Regions from separate parts of the Ovis aries genome. Here region 1 is linked to region 2. Evidence: chromatin contacts called from public Hi-C data. All regions are on one chromosome and are shown on one strand. The core of a region is the stretch at or near the end of the contact, and the rest is flanking DNA. Distances in the headings are between cores, read along the strand shown. Region 1 holds the start of ZNF414 (zinc finger protein 414). Region 2 holds the start of NDUFA7 (NADH:ubiquinone oxidoreductase subunit A7).

Region 1 (3,288 bases), core at 492-2,991, 150 kb before region 2:
CAGTGCATGAAAGTGAAAAGTGAAAGGGAAGTCGCTCAGTCGTGTCCGACTCTTACCGACCCCATGGACTGCAACCCACCAGGCTCCTCCGTCCATTGGATCTTCCAGGCAAGAGTACTGGGGTGGGGTGCCATTGTCTTCCCCGATACTTGCTAGAACTCTCAAATGCTTAAATAATGTATTCCAGAGATCTTAGGTCAAAGATCCACTTTACTGTCCCAACAATGATACATCCTCCAAAGGACACCCAGCAATCAGATGGTGTTCCTCCCCCTACTAAAAATTCATCAGCTAGAATAGAGACCACACACCTCTCTTTTACTAGGTCCCTGAATGACCTTTCTTGAACCATGTCTACGTTCTGATCTTCACTCCCTGCCTCCACCTGGCTCCAGCAGTAAGCTGATCACTTCATTGTTTCTTGTAAAAGATAAGCTTGTCCCTCCCCAACTCAGGCCACTTGAACCAGCTATTCATTCTTCCCACAGCGATGTGGCCTCCTGAACTTCCACTGAATAACTGCCTCCGGACAATCACGCAACAGCTCAGAAGTCATCTCACAGAGAAACTTCCCTGGCCTGTGACCATCACATCCTTCTGGGCTTTTTTCCCCCCTTTATTGTGCTCAGCCACTCAGTCACCACTGACTCTTTGCAACCCCATGGACTGTAGCATGTTAGGCTCCCCTGTCCATGGGATTCTCCCCAGCAAGAATACTGGAGTGGGTTGCCATTTCCTCCTCCAGGGGATCTTCCTGGCCCAGGGATCGAACCAGCTTCTCTTACATCTCCAGCATTGACAGGTGGGTTCTTTACCACTAGCGCCACCTGGGAAGCCCTTTTTCCTTTATGGCACTTAATATAACCATAAGATCATTTCCCGCATTTGTTGATTCATTGTCTGTTTCCCCATTTTAAAACGCGAGTGCCCCCTGAGAGCAGGACTGTTGGCCTGTCCTGTTCATCTCTGGATCCCCAGACCCTAGCACAAACTAGGCACTCAAGGAACGTAAGTTGGATAGGTGACTCATTTCACGCCAGGGCTCTCCACCTATCCTGAAAACACACACCACTCCATCTTCAGGCTACACACGTTCCGGGTGTCCTGAGGACGGAAAGTGAACTTGTTTCCCGCCCTTGGCTATCTCAACAGATCCATTCCAATTTCCGGACTAAGTGCATTGAAAATGTTGACGTCCGCGGCAATTTCCCTCCAAAGAAGCAGCCCTCTCAACATGACCTTCTCAAAACTGAGAACTGCTGTTTATCCCCCTTCGAGATATGGTGACGGGACGGGAGCAAACGAAGATGCTCATTTTGCACAGGAGAACACAAAGGCCCGGGAAATTTTTAATCCTAGATCTCTGTACACATATTCTGGGCATTGCTGCTGCTAAGTCGCTTCAGTAGTGTCCGACTCTGTGCGTCCCCATAGACAGCAGCCTACCAGGCTCTGCCGTCCCTGGGATTCTCCAGGCAAGAACACTCGAGTGGGTTGCCATTTCCTTCTCCAATGCATGAAGGTGAAAAGTCAAAGTGAAGTCGCTCAGTCGTGTCCGACTCTTCCGGACCCCGTGGACTGAAGCCCACCAGGCTCCTCCGTCCATGGGATTTTCCAGGCAAGAGTACTGGAGTTGGGTGCCATTGCCCTCTCCCTCTTGGCATAGCAGTTCCAGAGAATCCTGGATCTCAGGCCCCGCCTCCTCGCTGAGCACTGTGCGCGGACCCCGCCCCCGTTCTCGCGAGAGCTAGGAGCCGAAAAATGGCGCCGACGTGAGCGCGAGCCTGCGGCCACCGAAGGAGTCGCCGCAGCCTTAGTTGGAGCCGCCGGAGCTGCAGGAACAAGAGGCTGAACCAGGCTGAGGATGGTGAGCGCGGCACCGGGGATGCGGACGCGGCGAACAAGCAGGGACTGGCGGGGAGCGGCCTTCTAAGCCTCCAGCCGACCCCGCCTCCACATCCGGGCAGTCGCCTGCCGCTGTCACTCAGGGAGCACCCTACCCCCTACTTCCGGTCCTGGCTTCGACTGGGCCACGCCTACAGAGCTCAGGCACCGCCCCCTGATCTTTATATGTTTGGGGTCCCAGCACCTCCCGTTCGCCTGCACAGCTCGAACCCCTCTGGTAGATATATCTCGGTCCTCAAACACCCACTTGGCCACTTCTGGCCCTCCAGAATCTTCTTAGCCGCGTCCTGTTCAGAGCCCCGCCTTTGCGACGCCCACTCCCTCAGGGCCACGCCCCTGCCCTGTAGTGGGGGGCCCCCCAGCTTTCCAAGTTAGGATCAGAGCATGCTTCTTATCATATAGGGGCTTCCTGGAAAGGTACCCCCTTCTACATTTGGCACACCTCCCAACTCTCTTCCGAAGGACGGGGACACTGGAGGCAGACGTTCAACCCTCTCACCCACTGCCTCTCCTTAGTATGGGAGCCAACTGGGTGACGTCTCTGGGGCATTCGCTGTTTTAGAAACACCGAATGGTTATGGCGAGGTGAAGGTGTTCCCCTAGCTGGCGCAGGCAGACCCTGGGCCCAGGGGGTTCTCCCCACCTCTTCCTTCCACCAGGATGAGGAACCCTCGGGGCCCAGCCCGGACATGCCGGCTACTGCAGAGCCCAGCTCCAGTGAGACCGACAAGGGGGTGTCCCCAGTTGTGGCTGCTATAGCCAAGTCCTCTTCCATGGAGGAGGAGCCGGGCCCTGACCGGGCACCCACACCCCCAGTGTGGGAACGTGGAGGGCCCACCGGAGGGACCCAGCAGGGTGCCTCCCCAGCCCCAGACAGTGGCCATCCAGGACCTGGACACAGCCTTGGCCCAACCAGCACTGTCTCCAAGACCAGTGAGGACCTGCGACCTCCCAGACGACGCCCACCACCAGGTGACACGTGATGGGACCTTCTGGGGGATCACAGGCCTGGAACAACAGAAGTGCAGATTACTGAGTATCTCCAGACTGGGGGCCCACCTAGAAGGAATAACCACTTAATGAGCCCCATTGCGTGGCAGTCTGTGGCTCCAACGAGGAGCCAGGGAAACTCAGCCGCTACTTCCTGGTGGGGGAGGCAGAGGGTAAAGGCCCCAGTAAGAAACCATAGTTAGTAGTTGCAGGGTAGTTGCAGCCCCATAAATGCCCCTCTGAGGCAGCGCCCTGGACGGCGTGGATGAGGAAGGTATAGTGACCCTCCCCCTGCTTCTGTGCGTCCTTCAGGGAAGCAGATACCATGCTCCAGCCCAGGCTGCTGCCTCAGTTTCCCCAGCGTTCGAGACCTGGCACAGCATCTGCGTACCC
Region 2 (3,443 bases), core at 20-2,519:
AGATTTTGGAAATCTAATGACAACCCAGACAAAACCTCAGGTTTACATACGAAACACACACTTTATTAACAGCAGATCATCCTGGTGGGCCAAGGCGTCAACCCAGACATCCAGCACCCTGTAAACAAACCCAAGGGTTGAGATGCTGACAAGGTGCCCCCACCCCAAACAGGGAAACCCCCATCTTGCTAACTTCAGAAGACCCCGACCAACAGCCCTTGATCCTTGGCGAAATCTCCCCACCCCCAAGCAAGGGTCTAACAAGGAGCTGCTCGATTTCCCACTCCATTTGTGCACTCACCAGTCACAAGTTCAGCGCAGCCTCCGAGCCTCTCGCTCTGACTCCAACAGGGTGAGCACGTCGCCCTCGCGCACGGGGCCTTTCACGTTTCGGATGATGGAGCGGCTCGTGTCGTCCATGAATTCTACGCGCACCTACGGGGCCCACAGGAGGGATGGAAGAAGTCAGAGTCGGTTGAGAATAGGATCCATGGGATAAGCGGCTGATGTCGATCCAGAGAACGTTTCTGTTTAGAGACGCTTAAAAGGGCCTGAGGCTGGGAAGGCAGGACTGGGATAGGAGACAAGCCGGAGAGGGGCCGAGGCTGGAGAACAAAGCTCTCGAGCGCCAGAAGATGCCACCAGGGGAGACAACTGGGGGTTGTCGTGAGGGCATAGAGCCACAGTGGTCGTTGGCACAGGCTGAACCATGACAACGAACTATGTTAGAACTCGGGGAATGAGATCGCCAGAGCCCAGATCCAGTGGGCAGAGCCTTGGCTAAATTTCCGACCCTCAATAAACTCTGGGAAATAGGGAACATATCGGCTCCCAGACACCAGAGAACAAAACCCAGGGCACAGAAATTATCCTCGAGATTCAAACTTTAGAAGCCCCCAGCAAACATCCCTCCGCTCCCCGCCTCCCCCGCTCACCTGCGTGCACTGTCCCTGAGAACCGGTCCTGCCCAACACCTTGGTGACCTTGGGGAAAGAAACTGGAATCAGATCTAGCCCACCCGGTTCCCTTACTCCCTCCTCCCTCATCTGGGCCCTCAAAACCGGGCCTCCGCCTCACCCTGGCAAGCTTGATGGGCTGCACACGGCTCGTGTCCATGATGGCGGCGCGGCGGCGGTCGGGCGGAGAGGAGTCACGTGTTTCGGAGAGACTATTTATATGACTCCCTAGCTCCGCCTATTCCTGCTCTCGCGAGACCGTACGCCATGTTCCCAGCAGTCCCTGCAGTAGAGACGTCACCGGCGCCCTTCAGTGCCGGTGAAAGATGGCGTCCGCTACCCGTTTGATCCAGGGGCTGCGGAACTGGGCATCCGGGGTGCGCGGGGCGGGGCGGGAAGGGGCTGTGGATACTGCAGGCCTTGCGCGCCCTGACCCGCTCCCTCTACTCGCCTCCTTTTTGCATCTCTGGGGCTGAGGCCATTAGTGCCGAGATTCTCCTAAGCAGGGAATTCTCCGCAGCCTGGAACCCCGAACTCCTTCAACCCAGGACACCCTCCCCAGCCGTTGGCTATGGTACCATTCAGGCCTGGGGTCTCCCTAGGCCCGTACCTTTTTAGCTTTGAGATCTTGTTCCGGCCCCCAGCTCCCCTGTTCACCTCCAAGTCCCGTATCCTGTCCTCAAAGACCCATGTCCCACCTTTCTCTTAATTTGTTCTGTGCGAGACTGCCGGTTAGCTGGTTTCCTCTTCTGGAGTGCCCTGGGGACTGATCTCCATCCTTTCTCCCACAGCGAGACTTGCAGGCGAAACTGCAGCTGCGCTACCAGGAGATCTCTAAACGGTGAGCAAACCCCGCTCGCTCCCCAGATCCCAATCCTGCCCTCCGTCTATCAAAAAAAAAAAAAAAAAACCCAAACCCCTGTTCTTTTAGACCCCTGAAACTCTGGGCCGAAATCCTGGCTCCAGTCCCTTAGCTGGCTGTGAAGGCAGAGGTTTGCCCTTCATCTTGCTGCACTGTGTCAGATATTGTGCTTCTGCAACAACCAGATGGGGCGTGAATTCTGAGTGGGAATTTTCCGTGATTTGCAGCCTCCAGTGTGGTCCTGACAGTATTACCATCCCCAGGCTACGTATGAAAATATTTGAGACTCAGAGAAACGAAATCATTTGCTTAAAATCACTCAGAAGCCAGAAATTGACAGCCGGGATTTGAACCCAGAAGTGTCTTTGATTTCTAACTCAAGCCGGAAAATTAGTTGACATTTACAAGGCCAGGCTCTGTCCTCAGCCGTTGGGAGTCCCAGGGGAAGGAGAAAATGTCTTCTCATTCCTTTCTTGGAGCTTATATCCGAGGGAGGAGGCAGAGACATAACGTAGTAAGGAAATAAACACAGCAAGTAAAAAACACTGTTTCAGAATGCTCTGAAGAGAAAACAAAATGGACCAGATGGAAAGTGGCTACCTCAGGTTAAGTGATCAGGAAAGGTCTCAGGGATTGGCTTTGGAGTCAGCTGAAATGCCAAAGGATAATGATTAAAGCAACATTCCGGACAGAGGGAGCGGTAAGTGCCAAGGCTGTGCAGCCCGACAGAGCTAGACATAGGAAGACGACTAGTGTGGCTGAAACACTTAGAAGAATGGGGAATAGTGGTATATGCGTGTGTGTGTGTGTGTGTGTGTGTGTGTATGTGTGTATGTATGCCACAGGCAAAGGTAAGGCAGCCAGGGAGGATTAGCAGGAAAGGAAGAACAATAGCCTTAAAATAACCAAATCTTTGTGAATATCTCTATGTCGTGGCTGATTCCAGATATCAAAAGTTTTAAAGTACTTCTCCGTCCTAGGTAGTTGGTGGCCCAGTTGAGGAAAGAGTTTTGTAAGTTTCACCTTTTTTTTTTTTTAAAGGATAATGGCGCCCCCTAGTGATTCCTTTGGGCCTTTCCAGTTGGTCACGGTTCTTTTTACCCTTTCTGGGCTTGTTTTCTGGGGCTTCCCAGGTGGCTCAGTGGTAAAGAATCTGCCTGCCAGTGCAGGAGATGTCCGAGACTCGGGTTCAATTCTTGGGTCAGGACGATCCCCGGAGAAGAAGATGATAACCTGCTCTAATATTCTTATCTGGAAAATTCCGTGGACAAAGGAGCCTGGTGGGCTGCAGTCCATGGCGTCCTGAAGAGTCAGACAGGACTGAGCACACTGCTCGTGCTTGTTTTCTATAGATCCATACCCAGCAGAGGGTCTTCTTTGCACTCTAGGGATTAGGCAGACTCTTAACTTCAACACAGGATATTGCTTCTTTTTTTTTTTTTTCTTTTAAATATTTATCATTTGGCTGTACTGGGTCTTTGTTGTGGCATGCAGGATCTTTGGTTGCAGTCTGTGGGATCTAGTTCCTCGATCAGGAATTGAACCCGGGCCCCTGCAATGGGAGCAAGGAGTCTTAGCCAATAGACCACCAAGGAAGTCCTTTAATATTAACTTCTTAAACTTTG

What was found. Hi-C and Micro-C count contacts between places; a contact is called where the count stands out from the background.
Region 1: a contact with region 2 is called in a Hi-C map of muscle, with 2.9 times the contacts expected there. The contact joins the promoter of ZNF414 here to the promoter of NDUFA7 in region 2. A contact is called at or near these places in 6 of 16 Hi-C or Micro-C datasets (blood, hypothalamus, mixed tissues and 3 more).

Annotation. Positions count from the first base shown.
Region 1 is chr5:14,857,656-14,860,943 of ARS-UI_Ramb_v3.0, reverse strand. ZNF414 (zinc finger protein 414) reads left to right here and starts at 1,741. Exons shown (of 7, transcript XM_027969757.2): 1 at 1,741-2,877; 2 at 3,208-3,288. The coding sequence starts at 2,595. LOC121819605 (a long non-coding RNA gene) reads right to left here and starts at 1,677. Exons shown (of 3, transcript XR_006059865.2): 1 at 1,447-1,677.
Region 2 is chr5:14,705,293-14,708,735 of ARS-UI_Ramb_v3.0, reverse strand. It overlaps NDUFA7 (NADH:ubiquinone oxidoreductase subunit A7), which reads left to right and starts at 1,269. Exons shown (of 4, transcript XM_004008565.4): 1 at 1,269-1,333; 2 at 1,748-1,797. The coding sequence starts at 1,283. It overlaps RPS28 (ribosomal protein S28), which reads right to left and starts at 1,147. Exons shown (of 4, transcript XR_003589363.2): 1 at 1,078-1,147; 2 at 936-983; 3 at 302-435; 4 at 37-118. It overlaps LOC132659803 (a long non-coding RNA gene), which reads right to left. Exons shown (of 3, transcript XR_009600642.1): 3 at 3,241-3,370.